Regions from separate parts of the Danio rerio genome. Here region 2 is linked to region 1. A link is a contact called in public Hi-C data. All regions are on one chromosome and are shown on one strand. The core of a region is the stretch at or near the end of the contact, and the rest is flanking DNA. Distances in the headings are between cores, read along the strand shown. Region 1 holds the start of prdm15 (PR domain containing 15). Region 2 overlaps tex14 (testis expressed 14, intercellular bridge forming factor).

Region 1 (5,344 bases), core at 2,002-4,501:
GCAGATTAGTAGGTCAAGTAAAAAGAGTCTGTGATGTGTTCATTCTCTTTACCTTTTATTTAATGGGCTATATACACACAGACTTTTAATTTCAGCCAGCCAGCCTCAGCGCTTCCTGTGAACTGTCTTTCAATTTCAAAATCGCCATGTTTAAGATATGATTTCTTTAAAAATCAGCAATCTTTACTGCCTGATAGATATACAATATAAAGTGGGCATCAGAACAGACAAGAAGCACTGCATTAAATTCCATTTCTCCCACCATGTCTTTAAAATATGACAGATTTGCCCCTTTGCCTGCTGCTCCTGATGATCTTTCATCTCGTTTTATGCTTGAACAACTAAACGAATGCTTAAGTCTATTAAACTGAATGTATTTTAATTACATTACAACATTGATGCTGTAATAAGAACCTTATGATATTGAAAACATTAAGCTTTCACCATAATTTTATCATTGGCTGAAGAACACTAGCTGTGCATAGAGCCCATCGACAAGGTTTTTGCTGACAAACTTGAATGTATTTTGTAAACTGTGAGCAAATTTTGATTCGATGGCTGCATCACACTGCAAAAAGTTTGAACAGGGGGAAAATAAAAGAGAAAAGGTTATAGAGTTTCCAAATGAAACAGATTTGAAACAGTCTACAATAAACAGGTAAATTACTAATACTTGAGGCTTTCATGACAGAGTTAAAAAAAAATGTGCATTTCAGTCTTTTGAAATCAAAGCTGGATGGATCAAGACTTATCGCTTTGTCCCAAAAGATATGAGAGAATAAATATACAAAAATTTTATTTATCAGGCGACACGGTGGCTCAGTGGTTACCACTGTCGTCTCACAGCAAGAAGGTCACTGGTTCGAGTCCCGACTGGGTCAATTGGCATTTCTGTGGGGAGTTTGCATGTTCTAACCAAGTTAGTGTGGGTTTCCTCCGGTTTCCCCGTATGAGTGTGTGTGTGAATAGTTTGTATAGTATATCTGTGACTAGTGTGTTTGTATAACTATCAATGGTACAACTGTTAATGCGTCTAACTGCAACCCAGTACTGGGATGCAGCTGGAAGGGCATACGCTGTGTAAAACATATGCTGGATAAGTTGGTGGTTCATTCCACTTTGGCGACCCCTGATGAATAAAGGGACTAAGCCGAAGGAAAATGAATGAATATTGCATTTTACAATTTTTTTTTAAAATTATGGTTGTATACCCTTTACACTTAATTTTTAAACACATTAGTTAAATTTGCTCATTTTTTAAAAGTTATTTTAATTTTAAATAATTTATTATTTTCTTTCAGAGGATATGTTTGTTTATAATTCATACATTTATGTATTTTATTTTGAGGGGATAGTGGGGAAAATAAGAAAAATAAAACAATCTGTAATTTTCCCTATGTTGTATTGTATATTATGATGTATTGTCTTGTTAAACACCAATAAAAGATTAAAATAAAAAATAAAAAACACATGAATGAATTCAAAGCGAAACACAACAAAAAATACTCTGTATTCATGTTACGCTATTTGTTTTTGCAAAATATACTGATTTATTAACCAATAACAATAAAAAAAAGAAACCTGGTGATCATCATTGTGGTAAAGTTGGTTTTATATTCTCACATTCATTCATTTTTGAACAGTGGCCATTTGTGACACCCTACTATAAATATTCAGTCTGAAATCGCATGCAAGTATAACTTAAAAACAACATTAGCACTATTTAATTGACCGTGAACAATGTTGTACTTTGCTAGTCCTTGCTTGCCAATATAATATCCCAATTTATAATTTGCAAAGAACACTTTTTTAAAATTATATTAAGAGGGTGAAAGCCTGAATGTGCAAATATAAAACTTTACCATGATGCGATCATCTGCAAATTGAGCAATGTCATGCAAAGCTTAACCTTGCCATGAAAACAATTACATTTTTACCAAAATAGCGAACCTAAGTTTTTTTTTTTTGTAGGTTTGTACTTTAAAAGACTGTAAAACTTTTAAAACATGTCTCTGTCAATGTTCTCAAACAATTATATTTGATTGACCAAAGTCAGACAATTGGCAATTTCACATCTGTAACATCCATAACCAAGCTTTTTGCTCATAAATACAAAAATGTTAAATAAAAATATATCAATCATCTTTGTTCTATAGTGAGCCAACGCTTCTCCTTTTGATTATCATCGTTTATTTTGATTTGTGCAGTTTATTTTACAGAATTTCTACAAAGTATGTTGTATACTGTAAACTTGCATGCTTTTTTAGGTCACCTCCATAACACATGTTTATTTTCCTCATTTAAAGTGTAAAAAATGTTTACAGGTTGATATTTTTCTGATCCCACAACTCTGTGGCTAGTTGTTTTAAAAAATATAATCAGATGCTTCAATATGTAAACATATACTCTCTCTGTGGATTTGTTTTGAGTTTTTACTTCAAATATCACATCCATAACACTGGAATTGCTCAATTGTTAAAGTACTTTTTTTTTATAAACATAAGACAAATTTGAGGATATACTAACATATTCAATTTCCAAACATGTGATGTGGATGTGCAAAACGTTAAGGTGTATTCAGCTATTTATAATACAAACAGTTTCTATGATATATTTTAAAAAATAGTTGTAAACTCTGAAGTAAAACGGTCTAAAACGTGTGGAAACATTTGTATACTAAATAATATTGCTTTCGTTTTGATAATATCTAGTGAATGATAAATGCACACACAGTGAAAAAAACCTATAAATGCAACTTTGTGCTCATTCAGACAATGCAACAGATTTTGTTGACGCTCCTCAGCACAACAATCACAACACATGACGCTCTTTAACAACGCAGAACGGGGAGCTGTCCGCGGATGAAACGCCGGAAAGCAGTCGGGGGAAACAGCACAATGCGGACAGAATCCGTGATTTGGGAAGATTTCAAACTGTAGCCGGGTTTTAACTCCGATCTCAGGCTGCGCTCGCTCTCTTTCAGCAATGCAAATGTAACAAAGAACAATCGGCATGGCGGATGGAATGGAGACGCTGAAGCTCATCTGGAGCCAGAGCGTTTGAAAGCGAAAAGCGCGAGAAACTCACACTTTTAGCGGCTCCTGCAGCTTTTAATGAAGAGCACGAGCACATTTCGCGCGATGCGTTTGAATATAAATGCTTCACAAGTTCAGCGTAAAGTCATTACCTGTTTTCCAAACGTCTACACATTTAGTGAATCCTGACTCCGGGTTCCAATCCGCTCCAGAAACCGCGCAGGACCGGAAATAAGACCCGTGATAGGGCATTATGGGAGGTGTAGTTTTCTCTCTTTCTCTACACACGCTCTAAGCGATTTTTCTCGAATATTACTTCCAACTGACTATTAGTTTTTGACTTTAACACAAATACAAAAGCAACACACACACATTAAAAAGTCGAATAAGACAAAAAGGTGTTCGTTCAGGGTTTATTGCTCAAACCAGTAAAGGTATGCTAACAAACAGAATTCCTGCATAGCATAGATTGATATTCTTCTGACATTAAAGGTCTTTGTCACGTTATTTTAATAGAGCTGTTCAGTCATGACGTCAATTTGTAGGCTAAACATGATGCTAACTTACAGGTTCCCTCAGAGTATTCCTTTTGAGGGATGTAAACAAAAACAATGGTCCCAACGTATTTCCTGTTTTACATTTTTAGTATCTTAGCTTCCAAGAATCCAAAAAGGGCCACATATTGATAAACAATGTTATGATAGCTGTTTTAACATTAAGTTATCATTGAATTGCCTCTTGTTACAGTTGAAATTAAATAGTTTGATAACAAGCAGGAAATGTTAATGGGCCAATGACATGACCACATTGAAATGGTCTCAAAATGTAATGTTATTTGACTTTTTAAACACAATCTCAAATTTTAAAAGCTAATTGTTCATTAAAAACTGCAGAAAAGCTAGCATCTGTGTGGTAGCTGTAGCCTTTACATAGCAACAAATGAACCATTAGCAAGCACAGCAATGTGTCTACGTATAATTTGTGCTATAAATAAACAGACATTATTTTTTTTTCTAATTTAATTGTAAACCACTATTCTTAACATCCCCATCGCTTTTTAAGACTACAAAAACTGAACAGCTCTTAGTTCTTACTGGATATGTGTGATCTTAATATTGCAGGTATATATGTTACGGTGAGCTTTCATGGATACAATAATCATTCGCAACAACGGCAATTCCTAAGGGCGTTCAATACATCCAATAGAAAGCACAGATGAATCAGGTTAACAAGGAGTTCTGCAATGCATATGGTTACAATGATGATATGAGGACTGATGTGTGTGATTTCATTTAAATGGCTGGGACGGCCACTTAAGCAGGACAAAAATAAAATACAAAATCTTCACGTGCCTCCTTTCATTTCACTGGAAATACAACTTGATGATGTGTTAACAGGCAAGATGTACAACACAACCTACACTAAAAACAAAACAGTAGTCCTCCCCAAATACAAATTTGACAAGCCAGACTGCTGAGGTTTCTTTCTGGCAACATTCAGAATGGACAGGCATTCAGGTTTCTTCTACATATGCAGCTCGAGTTCAAGTAAATGTCAAGCGGAGCCTGTTATTGAATCTCCCAAAGCGCAAATCCACTGCAGTTCTTCACACAGGCTCAAACAGTTGAGGTCCAAAACACAAACGGGTTGGCATTCACTGCCAACATTTCATGTGGCTTAAGAGTATATGGGAAAGAAAAACAGCACGCTTAAAATAATAACTCCTAAACAAACAATACCAAACACGCATGTATTCTAACATTTCTCAATTAGGGGGAGGGGGAATGCCCTTGCTTAGTGTTAAAAGCTTAGGTGCAACTCACTTTTTTTTTTTTTTAAACGTGTGGCACCGTGGGAAAACTAAGAGAGAAAAACACATTCTCTTTATATAGTTAGATAATGATGTATGCTTAAAATCTAAATATTAAATAAAAAATATATATAATCAATGTTTTCCCCATCTTTTTTTTGTGTGTATTATGTAATTAAAGGGTAAACGCTGAACCACACCTTTTTTAAAGCAAACATATCAGTGCCAGACTAGAACATTCTTAAACATTTATATTAACGTTATACAGCAGGGAAAATAAGTATTAAACATGTCATTTTGCTCAGAAAACATGTTTCTAAAGGTGCTGTTGAAGATATCACATACGGAGTATGTGTCAATACCACGGCCATATTTGTACAGTGCTTCCAGGACAAATGTCATTCAACCGCACTTAGTCAAGACTAAAGCCAATCTGAAGATGTTGGACTTCTGTGCTGTGTACGGGTGTAGCAACGAGCAAACAATGAAAACAAAGCAT
Region 2 (5,344 bases), core at 1,842-4,341, 54 kb after region 1:
GATAAAACGGTCAGTAGAGGCTGGTCAAGCTCTGAAAGCACATCCTGCAGTGCCTGAGCCATATTACCAGTTCCTGCAGACAGGCCTTCAGTACAGAGCCCAGGACCGGAGCAGCAACCTGCACGATCTGTGCTACCATTTACGCTGCCATATCAGAGTTTGTACACCAGTTTACTTCTGTTATTATATTTCACCAGTGTGTGTTAGAGCAAGCTCTATTTACTAGATGTACACTGCTGTTTAGGGTAGGGGTGTTAAACGAAGTTTCTGGAAAGCCACAGCACTGCAGAGTTTAGTTCCAACCCTGCTCAAACACGCTTACCTGTATGTTTAAACAAACCTGAAGGACTCAATCAGTTAGATTAGGTGCGTTTGATTAGGGTTAAAGCTAAACTGTGCAGAGCTGTGGCCATTTAGGAACTGTGTTTGACACATCTGGTTTAGAGTCATTAAGTTAATTTTTTTTTTAGCTCACCAAGGTCAAAAATAAAGTAAACACAGTTATATTGTTATTGCAAAATTCTTACTATTTAAGATAAATGTTTTTATTTCAACATATTTTAAAATATATAATAAAATGATGTAATGGCAAAGCTGAATTTTCAGCATTATTATATCCGTCTTCAGGGTCATATAATTCTTATATAATTCTTACTTTTATTTCAGTTTACATTTTTTATAATTAAAAATGCTAAAATCTTGATTTTAAGAATAATTTTTTGGTAAAAGAAAGTTTAAAAGAAAGGCATTTATTTAAAAATCAAAATATTTCTAATATTCTTAATATATACTTTTGAACAGTTGTGCATGTTTTTTGGCCTTAATTGTTCATTTAGCATTATATAAATATATATATATATATATATATATATATATATATATATATATATATATATATATAGAGAGAGAGAGAGAGAGAGAGAGAGAGATACACACACATATTTTAAAAAATTAATTGTCATTGTTAAATGGAGGGAAACATCAACATTCCTTTGAAATGTTAAAATGTGTATTAAAAACGTTCAATTGATTAGGGTAATTTTTCCCTTCATATGGTAGAAAAGCATTAGCCTAAACAATGGCAGCTTGCCAATACCAAATATAGCAATTGCGGTTTTGCTTTTGCATGGTGCCTAAAAATGATTTATAATCAGTTACTTTGTGGGTGCTATGAAGGAAGAATGATTAAGGTTATTTTGTGCAAGTTTTTCCCAGATACACATAGAATAATACATTATTGAGTGAATTTTCCAATTGAATTTGCTGCAGGAGATAAAAAGCGAGAACAAGAGAAGTAGATGCCACTCATGTTCGACTCTTCAGAGCGTCATTGACATCAATCAGGCTAGGGAGCAAGACAAATTGGGTGAGATTTTTATAAAGCCATGATTAAAGGTCCTATGAAGTTAAAATAAAGTTTTTTTTTAGATATTTTAAGGTATTTTAAGGTTATTTGCTATTGTGCTCCAAATCAGTGACAAAAATTACATTTAGAGAATATAAAACCTATATAAACATCCAAAGCTCGTAGTTTGCCACTTTCGTATAAATAGATCAACGAACGTTTTTCACGTCACTTCATACTTCAGTTTCACATAAGATCTTGACCAATCAAATGCTTTCTAGTATTTTACATGCCCCGTCCCCTTAAAAACATTTCTTATTTGCTATTCATGTAATGCACTTGATAACAACCACTCCCACGGGCAGAACTGTGATAAAAACACAATGCTATTGGTTGTTTTTAACAGGGGAGGAGCCGTCCCAGATAGCATATGAATGTGGGCCACTTTAGGCAGTTATGCGGCACTGGTGGTATTCCTTTGGCCCAGACAAAATGAATTTAAGCCTAAAGTGGCCCATCTGTACAATGGCAAAGGGGGGCCAAAGATTCAAATTCATATATGGGCCATTTAAGGCAAAGATTTGGCACTTATGACAAAACGTAATCTGAAATATTTGGCACAGTTAGCTCTGGCTAATATGGCTGTGAGCCTAAAGCGGCCCAGAGGAGATATAGCAAATGTGGCCCAGTTATCTTAAAACATATGTGGAATACATAGACTAAAGTCACCATCATGGAGAAAAGTGTTTGCTTTAGTTGGGCTCATAGCCCTGAAACTCTTAATATAAATTTTCTTTTGGGCTGCTGTAAGTTTTAAGAACTTTGCTTGAAAAGTTTGTTCATTACAGCAAACAAAATGAAGTGAGGCACAACCTGTGATGAAATAATATAATTCACTGATGTTAGCCAATGTTTAATCCATTATTAGAAGTAATAGGCCAGATCTGAGCCAGAATAAAAGCAAATTGTGGCCCAGAATAGGATCAGTTCTGGTTCATTTGGTTAAATTATAGTGTTTGAACTCTTAGCAATGATTTTAAAACACACTGAACTGAGCTAAACTGAACTGAACTGAACTTAACCACTAAAAACTGAACTACACTGTTGCAGTTACTATAACCATTTATGTGAAGCTGCTTTGACACAATCTACATTGTAAAAGCGCTATACAAATAAAGCTGAATTGAATTGAATTAAATTGAATTGAATTCTGGCTGATATGTATTATTGCTTTGGCTTATTTGTGGCCCAGATCTGGCAAACAGGAGCGGACCGCCCAAGTGCCATCATTCCATGCGGTATGTGGGCCGGATGTAAGTGTCTGGTGTGGGCCAGATTTGAGCCACATAAATTTTGCTATCTGGGATGTCCCACCTTCTCTTCATGTTTAAGTTGAGATTACGTCAAACATCGAATAACAAAATGCACATTTCAGAGCTCTTCAAGGGACCTTTAAGTAAAATTTTAGAGCCTAAAAAAGTCAAAGAACATTTATAAATTAATATAGTTTGTTCTGTTCTTTCCTTAGTATATAAGCAGTGCAGGACTGCAAGACATGAGAGCCAGAAATATCATCAGGAGAGAATCTACAAAGAGGAAGAAGAGTCCACTGCAGACACTGATGACCTCCATAGGGATTCCTCACATAATGATATCACTGCTTCACATGAATGGCCTATTACCCATCATGCTCCACTCCCAGAGGATCCTCGTTGTAGTGATACAGACAATGATCTGGCTATCAGTCGCTCCATCTCAAAGCACACCGGCTCCATTGTTCTCAATCTTAAAGTGTCTCAGGTTCTTCTACAGCAAGCTGAGGAGAGTCTGGATAATGTGGAGGGGGCTCGAGTGGGTGCACCATGTTTTGATGAGGTGGATGCAGTGGTGAAGAGTGTGAATGTGGAAGAAGAATGCAGTGATGGTGTTGGAAAAGCATTTGGGCCACCGTCTAATAATTATTTACCAAAGGGGTGCATTCATGCAGATGAGGAGGTCAGTCAGTACAGCTCAGCTCAAGATGAGAGCTTCGGGAGCACAACCTATTCTAGTAGTGTACAGGTATTTTACAGAATTTAAGATAATTTATTTAGTGTAATAACAGTTTAAATCATAGTTGGTACACACTTTAAAGTCAGTATGATGATATTTTAAATGAATTATTATTTAAAATTGTCACAACAAAGCTGAAATTGCTGCACTGATATTTCTTAGAAATCATTGAATTTTGATCTGATCATTACACTGTAAAAATATAATCACAAAAAGTCAAGACAACAAATGTTTATTGTTGCTTTAACATATTTTAATAAGTTAATCAGCTTTCAACAATTTTTAACTTAGTGATTACAGTTGTATTGATTCTTAAACAAAATACAAAATAGAATCTGTCTCTGTACAGAATTAAACTTAGCCTGTTAACAAACCCAAACAAACTAGTGCCCAACTAAAGCATTGCCCTCACAATTAGGTTATAATTCAATTACAATACAATTAAAACCTTTGATATACAAACAAACTAAGAGGAAAAAATTAATAAATGAAAATAAATGAGGTTATTAAATAAAATCAGTGCTAACACCTTTCATTTTGATGATTCATTTGAGTATTAGTATAATGTCTGCTTAATTTCTATTGATACTGCTCTTTCAACAGACATTTAACTGACTATAAGAAACTTTGCAAGTACATGTAAAAACTTACAAACCCAACCGTAACCTAACAGTGTACTTATAATCTAATGAGATTTAGGTGGCATGTAGATGCAATGTAACTTAAATTCAACAAACGGACCATTAAAATAAAGTGTGACCAAATCAGTTCTTATAAACCCATCAGATTTACACATCCATAATTACTTGGACTATTTTTATAGTATAAGTATAGTTTGTCTATCTGCTATGCAAAGTTTAGCTTAATATTTTTGTCAGTTTGATTGATGCAAGTTTAGATGACTAGAAAAGTTGATTTGATTCAACAAATACATTTAAGGCAGCAAACACTTTTACAGTATACCAAACAGTTGTTCTGTTTAATATTTTTGTGGATACAATTTGCTCAGGATATTTCGATAAAAAAGAAAGTAAAAAAGGCAGGATTTGTACAAAATTATTGCTGAATAAAAGCATAAATTCAAATATATCTTACTGACCTCAAACTTTTGAATGGAAGTTCAGAGATTCCGAATATAAACTACCGTTCAAAATGTAATTTCAGCTCCAATGGACTACCTGTGGATTACTTGCTAACCTAAATTGGTAACACTTTAAAATAAGGATGTATTAGTTCATATTAGATATTGCATTTACTAACATGAACAAACAATGAGCAGTACATTTATTAAAGCATTTGTTCATGTTAGTTAACATTAGTTAATGAAAATACAGTAATGAAAATACAGTTGTTCGTTGTTAGTTCATGTTCTGATTCACAGTGGGTTATCTAATGTTAGCAGGCATGAATTTGCATTTTAATAAGGCATTAGACTATGGTTAATAAATTCTCTTCAAGTTTCGTTTATGTTAGTAAATACATTAACTAATGAAACCTTATTGTAAAGTTTGACCCTTAAATTTGTGAATAAATACTACCAAGAAAGATCAATGCAGAAAAAATGATATAAGAATAGCAATCAGTGCTCCTTAATTCTTTAAATTGTATGTTGATTAAATGATTGACAAAAAGGCATTTTTTAAAAGATACATTTAAAAATCGACAGGAGGAGGACACTGACTTTAAGAGATTTGAAGCAGCAAAGAGAAGACAGCCACTAAAAAGAGATCAGAAGTCAGACAGGTATGACAGATGAAGTATATGTCTAAAGCAGGGGTCACCAACATGGTGCCCGTGGGCACCAGGTAGCCCGCCAGGTTCACATGAGTTGCCCGCGGGCCTGTTCAAAAATAGCTTACCATAGCACCACATATGAGTAAGCTGCATCTAAAATTTTTATAGGTATTCTTTTTAAATCACACTTGCATTGGTGTAAATTTGAAAATT

The links. A called contact is a pair of places that touch in the nucleus more often than the background predicts.
Region 2: a Hi-C map of hematopoietic stem cells shows a contact between it and region 1, with 2.2 times the contacts expected there. The contact joins the enhancer-like site here to the promoter of prdm15 in region 1. A contact is called at or near these places in 4 of 18 Hi-C or Micro-C datasets (caudal fin, fibroblasts, hematopoietic stem cells and 1 more) and 1 of 4 datasets of contacts at active chromatin or transcription factors (caudal fin).

Annotation. Positions count from the first base shown.
Region 1 is chr10:38,295,177-38,300,520 of GRCz12tu, forward strand. prdm15 (PR domain containing 15) reads right to left here and starts at 3,252. Exons shown (of 25, transcript XR_012386452.1): 1 at 3,188-3,252. c2cd2 (C2 calcium dependent domain containing 2) reads right to left here. Exons shown (of 15, transcript XM_009305500.5): 15 at 3,433-5,344. It also overlaps a transcript of mdh2 not described here.
Region 2 is chr10:38,349,135-38,354,478 of GRCz12tu, forward strand. tex14 (testis expressed 14, intercellular bridge forming factor) reads left to right here. Exons shown (of 29, transcript XM_073914998.1): 12 at 1-157; 13 at 1,270-1,366; 14 at 2,874-3,340; 15 at 5,064-5,140. It also overlaps a transcript of mdh2 not described here. Among named protein-coding and RNA genes, the nearest start is that of tex14, 11 kb to the left of the region's middle. Within about 2 kb of position 3,092, at least 5 of the 62 cell types and tissues checked have an H3K27ac peak or open chromatin away from gene starts, as enhancers often do.